2 separate regions of the Rattus norvegicus genome follow, and region 2 is linked to region 1. The links are chromatin contacts, called in public Hi-C maps. All regions are on one chromosome and are shown on one strand. The core of a region is the stretch at or near the end of the contact, and the rest is flanking DNA. Distances in the headings are between cores, read along the strand shown.

Region 1 (5,452 bases), core at 1,520-4,019:
ACTTAAAAGTCCTGGCTACAAATTTTGAGATCTTTCCAAACAGAACACCATCTCCATAGCCTTTTGCTCTCAGGTGGTGACAATTTAGTTGAAGATCAGCATGCAGAGTCCTAAGGTAATGTAAGGTTATGAACTGTGACAGTATTAATTTTCTTGTTTATTTGCTTATTTTGCATCTGTAGAGATACCTCTTTGACAGATTTTTCTTCCCACAAATATAATGGTTTTAAGCCTTGAGAATGTTTCTCAATGTCCTTGATTTCATCAGGATAATCTGTTGTCTACTGACAATTAATAACCACACAGCACTCAAGGATATAAACCAATTCTTAGTGTCAAGGATTCTAAAGTAGCAGAGAAGGTCCAACTCTGCCCGAAGGAGCTGGGACACACTGAAGAATACAATGGCTGAGAGATAGACCTTGGGACAGGAGTTGTGAGGCAGCATTTCACTCACTTGCACTTCCGCAGTGATCTGGTGATATGGCTTCCTATAGTCTTGGGAGATGACATCTTAAATGTGTTGTCCTATATGGGGACATGGAGAGAGAACTAATGCTCTTGGTCTTTGAAGTCATGTGATAATTTTTTATTTATGCTCTATGCACAAGTGGGAAATGGAGAAATCCCCAAGCTCAAGAGAAGGAACTAGACTACTTCTGAATTTAGTAAGTATGGCCACAGTACTGACAACTATATAGGATGAGACAAGCTATAGTGTCAATCTTCAGAACATGCAGGTGTTTCAACTTTCAGCTCTGCAGTTTCTGTATTCTATGTACCTCAATGTAAAGAGTATTGACCGCCTTCCTAGAAGTCAAAAGCTTCTCTGATTCTCTCAAATGCCAAGACAATAAGAAAGTAGAACTTAGCCAAGGAGGTCTTGAGCATCCCCATATGCAGTGCACTTCTAAGGCTGAACTTTGAAAGAAGATTTTGAGACTTTCCAACAGTCCCTTGGTAGGTGAAAACCAAGACAGTCTTAAAGTCCAAGTCCAAGTGGATCAAGGACTGCCACATAAGACCAGATGCACTGAAACAAATAGAAGAAAAAGTGAGGAAGAGCCTTTAACACATGGGCACAGGGGAAATTTTCCTGAACAGAACACCAGTGGCATACGCTCTAAGATCAAGAATCAACAAATGGGACCTCATAAAATTGCAGAGCTTCTGTTAGGCAAAGGATATTGTCAATTAGACAAAACAGCAACCAACAAATTGGGAAAAGATCTTTAGCAATCCTACATCCAATAGAGGACTTATATTCAATATATACAAAGAACACAAGATGTTAGACTCCAGAGAATCAAATAGCTCTGTTAAAAAATGAGAGACTGAGCTAAACAAAGAATTCTCAACTGAAGAATATTGAATGGCTGAGAAGCACCTAAAGAAATGGTCAACATCCTTAGTCATCAGAGAAACACAATCCTGAGATCCTGCCTCACACCAGTCAGAACCCAGATCTGACTCAACTCATTCAAACCAGATCAAAAACTCAGGTGACAACAGATGCTGGAGAGGATGGCCACCCAGAGTCAGACACCAAACCACTAAGATACAATCCAGAGACCACACGAAACTCAAGAAGTTGAAAAACCAAAGAGTGATGCTTCAGTCCTTCTTAGAAGAAAGAACAAAATATTTCCTGGAGGAAATACAGAGACAAAGTGTGGAGCAGAAACTGAGAGAAAGGTCATCCAGAGATGGCCCTACCCGGGGACAGACACCAAAGCCAGACAACACTGTGTATGCCAAGTGCATGCTGACAGAAGCCTGATATAGCTGTCTCCTGAGAGGCAGGGTAGGGAGACAGGAGAGATTGGGGTTAGGGGACACTGTCATAGAGGTAGGGGGAAGGGATGGGGGAATTCCAGAGGGGAAATCAAGAAAGGAGTTAGCATTTGAGATGTAAGTAAAGAAAATATCCAACAGAAAAGAAAACGTTCATTTTTTTAATTAAATATATTCTTACAAAGTTCTCTTAGTATTTATTTACGCCTCAGAGCCTATTTATGTAAAAGTCACTCTGTGTTCTCTGGGGCAATACTTAGACTGAAGACAGACACTGCAAGACACAGGACATCTTTCATCCATTCAGCCAGTAGTGGAGCAAGGACTTTGATCCAGTTATTTCAGACAACCACGGGTTCAATTTTCTTTGCATATGACTTAGTTTTAAACTCATTTTTATCATCAAAGTCTCTTTGTTTCTAGTAAAAACTATTTTAGAAAGTTGCCTGATGAGGGGGTAAGTCATGTCCATTGTAGGAGCTACAGTCACAGGTGGATCCTAGAGCATGACTAAGAACTGTAGAATGTGGGGTTGGGGATTTAGCTCAGTGGTAGAGCACTTGCCTAGCAAGCGCAAGGCCCTGGGTTCGGTCCCCAGCTCTGAATAAAAGAAGAAAAAAAAAAGAACTGTAGAATGTGCCTCTTTTTCTCCTTTGATCTTCTGTTTCTCTCTGGTCATTAATACGTAGACACTCCCCATGAGATGATAGAAAGCTACAATCAGGTGAGGTGTAAGTGAAGTCTTCACAAGCAGCTTGGATTGCACAGTGAAACAGGTAATAGATGATTTCCTAACAGAATCTCAAGGTGAAGCATCCAGTGGAAACTTAACCAGACAGGCAGAAACATCAGGTGCTGAGTATGTCCTCATTTTGCAGATGTAAAATCTTGTAGCTGGCGAGAACAGATCTTTGTTCCATTTTTATCCATTCCTTCCCCCTGGCTCTCAGTGTTCTATGATTGCATCTGTTCCTCCTTCCTTAGAGGAAAAGAGTTGACAAATTTATTCATACTAAAGTGTGAGTCACTCAATCACCAGGAATCCTTGCATTCTAGTTTCTATAATGAGCATTTGCCTATTTGACTGCTATCTGCTGAACATTCATATGTGAAGGGGAGATATATATATATATATAATATATACATAACATACATACATATACACTGATATATATAATCAGTCATGGGTGAAATAAGACAATCACATCTTACATATTTTAGAAGTGTTAATGTAATAAAAATAAGCCATTTCCACATTATAGGAAATATATGGTTACCAGAGAGAAAAGAAACACCTAAGTATTTTCAAATTCAAAGAGCTCATAAAACTGAAGCTATTTTCTGTCTTCTGGGCTCCAGTGCCCTAACTCTGTGATGTGACGCAAACCCAGAATTATTATTTTTATTTTGCTGATAGTTCAAGAACATGAATTTGGTCACTGATTAAACCTGACGTGATTGTTCTATAATGTCTACATTTTCAAAGTCACTGAATCTCTTGGGAAAGAACATGTCCTGGGACAAGCGTGACCTGCCCTTCAAACCACTTTCTAATAGGCATTACTCTGCCCTTTTACACCCCACCCCTATTTCCTAGATAGTCACATGACTCACCATAGGAGGTTTGTCTGGTACTCTGTGTATATACCGTTAGTGAGAATCTCCTCACAGTAAAGGCTGCCTGTCTGAGGAGGTTTCACCTAGCTGTGTGGAAACACACTCTTGCAGGTCCAGACAGAAGGCTGGAGACTGAATGCCTTCAGTGCAGCCCTTGTCCAGTGTCAGATGACCTTTGATGAGTACCAATCTCAAGCTCTTTCCACATCACAGGACCTCTCCCATCATGTGATGCATTTGCCAGCACCATCTCTCAGCTCCTCAAGGATACTGGGATCCTCTGCCCGTATAGAGTGTCTGAAAGTGTATCTTGTTGGCTTTCTTACCTCTCACTCTTCTACTAGTGATTTCTGTCCTGTTTCCATATAAATTACAGCACATTAACATTTGTCTAAAGGCCTTCTGCTTAGAAAGCCCAAAGTGAGTCCTCGTGTGTGTTTGTTTGGACTGGTCCTAGACTGCTGCCATGTTTAACGTTGATCTTAAAGAGAGTGCTAATACTTGCCTTCAGATATATTGCCAACAAAGGGGCTCCAAATAAGAATCTAAAGAATTAAACCAAGGACTCCTCCATATCTATGACCTGTAAACCTGACCAAGTGCTCTTGCCTATAAATCAGGAGATAGAGACTTTATTACTATATCTTTACCATCACTCTGAGACATTCACTCAACCCAGCTCGTTGCGAATAAGAAGGCGGTAGGGAAGGAAGAGACTGAAATTAAAATGTTATTGTGCTAAAACAGTCATAGAGAGTGCAAAGAGTGTGTTTATTATGCGGAACGCATCAGAGCAAGAAGAGAAATTCTATTCTTAGGAACAAGACAGAAGTGGAAAAAGCCCAGCCAAACCCAGGCAGACCTGGAGGTTTACGCCACAAGAGAACCAGTGAGAAATGACTTGGGGATTTAATTCCCATGCTCAGTCTCTCCCTTCTTCATCTACTCTCAGATGTAACAAATCCTTCTGATGATAATTGCAATGTGTGCCTATTTACAGTGATCTGATGGGGGTGTAGGGCATCCTATTTTGGATTCTATTGATTACCCTCCATCCTGATTAATAGGCTTTCAGAAGAGCCAAGAGAGTAAATAGAAACTCCAACACTTTGCTCCTTTCACAAGCAGAGAAAGAAAAAAAACTGTTGAAAGAATGTATTTATTTCCAGGGTTTTTTTTAATAATAAAATTTTAATTAAAAAGAGTAGAAATAAAATTCTAGAAATAAAATAGAAACAAAATTCAAATAAATCTGGTGCATAACATGACTGAGGGAGGGAAGGAAAGAGGGAGGGAAGGAGAGAGGGAGAAAGGGAAGGAGGGAGTTCCTATAGATGGATGCCTAGATGCTCTTCTCTGTTGCTTTCTTGGGAGTGCCAGAAAAAAATTACCATTGGGAACTCACTTTGCTCCTAAAAACAACTTTCTGTGCTTTTTAAAATTTAGAGTTATTTATTTTACTTTATATGCATGTGTCTTCTACCTGGATGTATATATAAACGTCACGTGTATGCTTGCTGCCCACAGAATTCAGAAGAGGGCTTCAGATCCCCCGGCACTGGGTTGTGTGTGGTTGTAAGCCAAAGTATGAGTGCTGGTAACTGAACTCGGGTCCTCTACAAAGGTAACAAATGTTCTTGACTACTGAGATTGTATCATGAAATTCATGGCCTTAGTAGATGGTTCGTGCCCTACTGGGAGGCTCCATCACCATGAGCATAAAGGCATGCCTAATTGGCTTCAGAAAGTTATTAATACGTTTTATAAAAGGACTTGAACTTTGGAGGGAAGCAGGGTGGGCGCATTATTGAGTTGGTGGTAAGACGTGACAGATTCGATAAAAATAGAGTGTGTATATTTGGAATAAAAAAGTCCTAAAAACATTTAAAAGGAAACCAAACTAACTACTTGATTTGGGCGCCGAGTTGAAAGCAACAGAAAATTTGGGTGCAAAGTTTATTGATTGTTAGAATTAAAGGCAAAGCTAAAGAATGAGACTGAAGGAAAGTTACTAGATGCAGTGATGCTCTGGAGACTGTGA
Region 2 (5,452 bases), core at 2,143-4,642, 430 kb after region 1:
TAGTACAGGTCTGTGCAGGAAACATGAGTTCCAAAAAGGTGCAAGAGGAGGAGAGAAGAAAAAAATCATCTCTATAAATATCTTCTGTGTCTAGGAGGGGAAAAACAGAACCTTGGGAATGAAACTTGGAGAAGAAATTTCATCGGATATGTTTAGAAGAGGCCACATGCTACCTAGGGACAGCAAGCCCCTTCATGGCAGGATTATGACCCGGCCCCATTGGCTTCCTGTTTCTGTAGCACTATGACCCAGCTCCTGTGGTTACCTCTTTTCTAGACTGAAAACCAGACTGTCTTGTCCTTTGTCAGGTTCTTATTCCTGACTTCGACAGGTATGGTCAGGATGGCAAACTCACATCTCACATTCTGATGACTGGAGACCAGGCCCATACCAGTGCATCAGAGGACAGGGGCAGGGTACAGAGAAGGGATTTCCCTGCTCCGTGGGCTGCATAACCTCTACACACAGCCGTCACCAACAGGCAGTGGAACTAGTTCATTTTCTTCTCACTATAATCAATAACACAAAGAAGGAAAGGTTTAGTCATGGTTCAAGGGCACGACTCATCACTGTGGAAAAGTCATGGCAGCCAGAGCCTCAGGCAGCTAGTCACATTCAGTCAGGAGGCACAGAAAGATGAACATTGCTTCCACACTCCCTCCCCACTTCCCTCCTGTACAGTCTGGCACTCCAGCCCATAGGAAGGTGCTACCACACAGAAGGGAGCAGTCTCTGCCTCAGTTCACCTAATCTTGAAAACCCCTCATAGATTTTTGCAGAGATGTGTTTCCACTGTGACCCTGAATCCTACTGAGTGAAGAGGAACAACAGAGTTACCACGATCCTCATTTCCTTGGGGTGGGTGAAGGGATCATGACTATGGTGTCAGGACCATGGCTATCTTGCCCTGGCAAACGGAAAAGAAATAAGAGCATATTGAGAAAAGACAAATCTGTGCATTGGTATCCAAAGGTCTCAGCAAAGCAGCAACCAGGAACATTTGAAAAGAGGAGGGCAGCTGAGTCTCTAAAACACACTCGACCAGAGGTTGGAGATGCTTTGTGAGGGGTTTTTAAAGAAATCTTACCAGGCCTGTCTTAAACAGTTCTATGGAAAGCTGTGTTAGCAAAAGTCATTACTATCCCCATCCTAAGACAGATGGGTGCTCTGATGCAATCCTCCAACATCTGCAGCTGGATGAGTGTGTAAGGACAGAGGGGGAAGTCTGGGAGCAAGGCTGCAGAGATGCAGGGCCAGCCATGCTATCCTAGCAGCTCAGCAGAGAGCAGCAGCTCCTAGTTCTGTCCGGAGCTCTGTGGATGAAGTTGGAAGAGGTGACCAGGGTTTCTCAGGCTCTCCAGGACTCAGATTTGGAGGGGCAGTTAATTCTTGATTGCAAGGAGGTTGCCGTCACCCTCAAAGTCTAACAAGTTCTAAAATGCTCTTGAAGACGAGAAAGGAAAGCTGAGTCCAGAACACAGGCTAAGTGGATGCTAATAACGTGTGTACCCCAGTGGTGACCACCTGGAAGTGCCAACAGACACACTAAATGTCTGCAGAGAGAGAAGGACAATCCTCCTCCTTGGAAAACCATCGATGTAGCCATTAATTCATTTTATCCGCTATCTCAAGGCATTTGTATGTTTCCATTCACTGGATGAAACAGGTGCTCAGAAAATGGCGAAGTTAGGGTCTGTGTTCCTCGTTCTTACCCCTCTGTCATCAGATCTGGATGCCTGAGGGACGACTCAGAAAACCATCACTTTAATACTGATGCCTTTTTACTCTTCAAAAATTGTGACGGCAACAACATTTGGGGGGGGGGCGGGATGTGTGACGTGCATACGTGTGTTCATGTGTGCAAGGGTGCATCCGTTCAGTGTTGGCTCAGTGGTTAACAGTTCTGGATATTTTTCCGGACAACACAGGTCCCAATTCCAGGCACTCTCCTGACAGCTCACAACATCCCAGGGCATCCAATGTCCTTTTTTGGCCACCATGGTGCACCTACATACAGTCATGCAAATTACACATAAACATAAAATAAAAAATGAAATCTTAAAAAAAATTATAAAAAGTTGGCAAGTGAGGTACAGCTAGGAGCAAGGGGCCTAGCAAGGCACAACCAATCAAGCTCAGATGATCCTCGACTTCTATTATCTTAAGGGGCCGAATGAATACAAATTCATTCTGGTCAAGGTCGTTTCCTGAGGGCATCTAAGAGTAAAAGATGATTAAAGGGCTTCAATCCAGAAAGTGGGGTATTGGGTCTCAGTATTCATTAACCATGAAGGAGTTACCAGCCACCAATAAAGAAAAAGCAAGTTCCTTCTCAGAGCCTCGTGCTCTGCTCAGGTGCTGGAGAATAAGGCCTGGGGTGGCCCCGTTTGCACCTAGTGTCTGTCTCTGTGGGTTCAGAGTCATTAACCAGGGACAGAGCCCTGTCACATAGACGCATTCTCAGAAGCAACTTCACGGTGCCCTCAAGTGTGGGGCTCTCCTCCAAAGAAGGACGTGCGCTTTTTATATATTGTTCTGCTCTAAATAAACAAATCAAGAACCCCATGGATTTTATTAAGTACCCCTGTATTAGTCAGTTAACTCACTGGATTCAAATAGTAGCTAAGAATGCAGAACGCTCGCTGTGTCCTTAAAGATTTCTAAAGGGCTGAATTTTTTTTCTTAGCTAAAATGTCGCTGCAGTAAATGGAAATATACTTGGGCATGTGGAATTCAAATGCACCATAGCCGAATTGTAGCACTCTCTGGAAGTTGACCAATGACAAAGCGAGGGAAGCATTTACAGCCTAAGCCTGCCATCTAGTGGCTACATCCTGTCATAACTCCCTGGTTTCCAATTTTTGCTTTGTTTTTTCTTTTACATACGTCTCACGCTCCCTTACAAAGATGAAATTATTCACAGGTCCTAGCACGTTTGTATCCTTGGTTATGGTTTAAGTAGTGAAAAATCATATAAGAAGGAATCAGAATCCATTAAAAATATACAAGCGACTGATCCTTTGGAAGATACGTCAATGCATTTTAAAACTTGATCAACACCCATTGTCTACTTTTAAAATCCTAGCTAAAGCTGGAGGGCATGTAAGTATCATGTTGTGGAAAATAATCCTACCTGCCTATGCATATGGACTTAAGGGAGCTGAGGGGAAGGGAGTCTAGTAATGGTGTTCAGTTCTTCTAGCTGGCCGCAATATTCCTGCTCCTGAACGTTCCACATTAAAAGAATACAACCAATCTTTGTGGTTGAACGTGAAGGGTGTTCAAAAAGTCAGTCGTTTTATTTTGTCTTTCTTTCATGTCCCAAGTCGTCTGAGATAACGGGGAGGGCCTCCTGGACAAGCCACATTCCCTGGACCTACAGACCACGTGACAGGCCAAGGCAGCACCAGGGAAGCAATTATAGGCAAGTGGGAAGTAACCACATCACACAGATGGCTGGCAGAGTGAGATGAATAAGGGCTGGAATTTTCCAGAAAGACACAGTGTGTGGGGGAGTCGGACTTACGTAAAAGTGGAGAGCTATTACCAACGAGGAGAATTTGACATCCAGAGACCATGAGGCCACCACTTAAACCAAAAGGGAGAGTTTGGGGGAGCACTTCATGCTTTGAGATTAGTGTTCTGGTAGGACTCTGTGACATCGGCAACTCTGTTTCCTGTGGGCAGTCGTTTGTCCCAACAACCTCCTGGTACCCCTCTCTCCTTACCCCATCCCTCCACTTAGATAACAGGCAGGTCCCAGAACAGATCACTGAGAGTTCACTTCTAAGAAGCGTCTCTGGCTTTCCTGCCTCTGTGGATTTGACTAGAACTTTCATCCATCCACACTGCCTAAGGAAATCTGTCATTGCGTGGACAGAGATCCAGTGACTGGGGTGAAGCTGCTAGGCCAAGAAGGGGGTCTGTTCATTCATCTCGTCCATAGTCAGCATTTTCACATTCAGTGACATAGCAGAGGAGGGACAGGCTTACTCAGCATTTCAGAAATAGACCTGAGAATAGGAATGTAGCTGCCTCATTCTCAGCCGACTGCTCCCTCCAGTCCACCGCCTGCATCCTGAGGGAGTAAAGGGAGGCGAGTTTCTCTCCTGTTCTAGAACTGCTGCAGTGGGTAAGGGCTTCTGGCCAAGCCCACAGCTGAGAGATCAATCCAGAAGCAGATGATGGCAGCCAGCTCTAACTGGAGCTCCAGATTTGTGTATTTCGGAGCAAGGTGCATTCACTTAGTGCAAGCTCAACTCTCAGTAGGTAAGTAGAGGTACATTAACACGGGCTTGGACTTCAATCCCACTGAGGTCTACATTAACACGGGCATGGACTACAACCCCATGGAGGAGAGCTACATTAACACCGGCTTGGACTTAAACCCCACAGAGGCCTTTGTCTAACTTCTTTGAACCTTACTCTACAGTCCTATAATGCGGGAATAGTATCAATGTCTGCTCTGTAAGTTTGTCGGAACGGTTAAACAGCACAGTATTTACAATGGCTCCTACCATGCTGACTACTGACTGAACAAGTTCAACAATATTACAATCATCGTCTTAGTTGCTGTGTAGGTGAATGGCCTTAACCAAGCTACTTACCCCGCAAGTCTCAATGTGTCCACAACAGCAGTGAAAGCCCCTTCCCAAGCCAGTTTAATAAGGCTGAATTAAAGCACTAACACATGAACCTCCATTCGTGTTCCTAAGCAGCCTCTAAATGACAGTAGCCGTTCATGCCTGTTTGACATCTTGTCCTTCCAAAAGGAGGGTCTGGATTTGTCTGGCTGAGTGGTTTTCTTTCCAGTGGGGTTAAATAAAGCAAAATAATAGAAACATATCTCAGTTCCCTCAAGAGGTAAAGGAGATCACCAGCCCCAATAAATAATAAATGCTCTTTTTACAAAGGACACAAATGCAGGGTTCCAACTGGGCAGCATAGGCTTCCTGCTGCCGGACACAGGAAACAAACAAAGCCAACAGAATACTCCGTATTCACCACCTCAAACCAGAAGGTGCACCCTTTAGCAGTCTCTCGGTACAGTGGCGTGCTCATGGGTTCTGCAAAGCCCCTCAAAGAGACAGGAGCAGAGAGCAGGACATGAAACACAGATATTACGTGGGGAAGTGTCAACTATGAACAGGAAAGGAGGTGCACATCAAAAGTACTTTTATGGCTCTTATAAAGTGCACAGTTAGACCTAAGGGATGCTAGAACCAAAGATCACATAGGAACAACAGACCTAGCTAACTCTGCTGTGTGCATCTGCATTCTGTTGCTGTAAAAAAAAAAGTCTCTGATTTCAGGTGATTACGAAAGAGGTGCACATTCCTCAGCTGAAAATTCTTTGTTTAGCTCTGTACCCCATTTTTAATAGGGTGATTTGGCTCTCTAGAGTCTAACTTCATGAGGTCTTTGTGTATATTGGATATTAGCCCTCTATCAG

The links. Hi-C and Micro-C count contacts between places; a contact is called where the count stands out from the background.
Region 2: a Hi-C map of frontal cortex shows a contact between it and region 1, with 4 times the contacts expected there. The contact joins two enhancer-like sites. A contact is called at or near these places in 2 of 12 Hi-C or Micro-C datasets (frontal cortex and liver).

What each region holds. Positions count from the first base shown.
Region 1 is chr15:14,540,347-14,545,798 of GRCr8, forward strand. No RefSeq gene overlaps it. Among named protein-coding and RNA genes, the nearest start is that of Cadps, 180 kb to the right of the region's middle. Within about 2 kb of position 2,770, at least 6 of the 93 cell types and tissues checked have an H3K27ac peak or open chromatin away from gene starts, as enhancers often do.
Region 2 is chr15:14,965,544-14,970,995 of GRCr8, forward strand. The region is part of intron 6 of Cadps (calcium dependent secretion activator); the gene reads left to right. Among named protein-coding and RNA genes, the nearest start is that of Fezf2, 240 kb to the right of the region's middle. Within about 2 kb of position 3,393, at least 13 of the 93 cell types and tissues checked have an H3K27ac peak or open chromatin away from gene starts, as enhancers often do.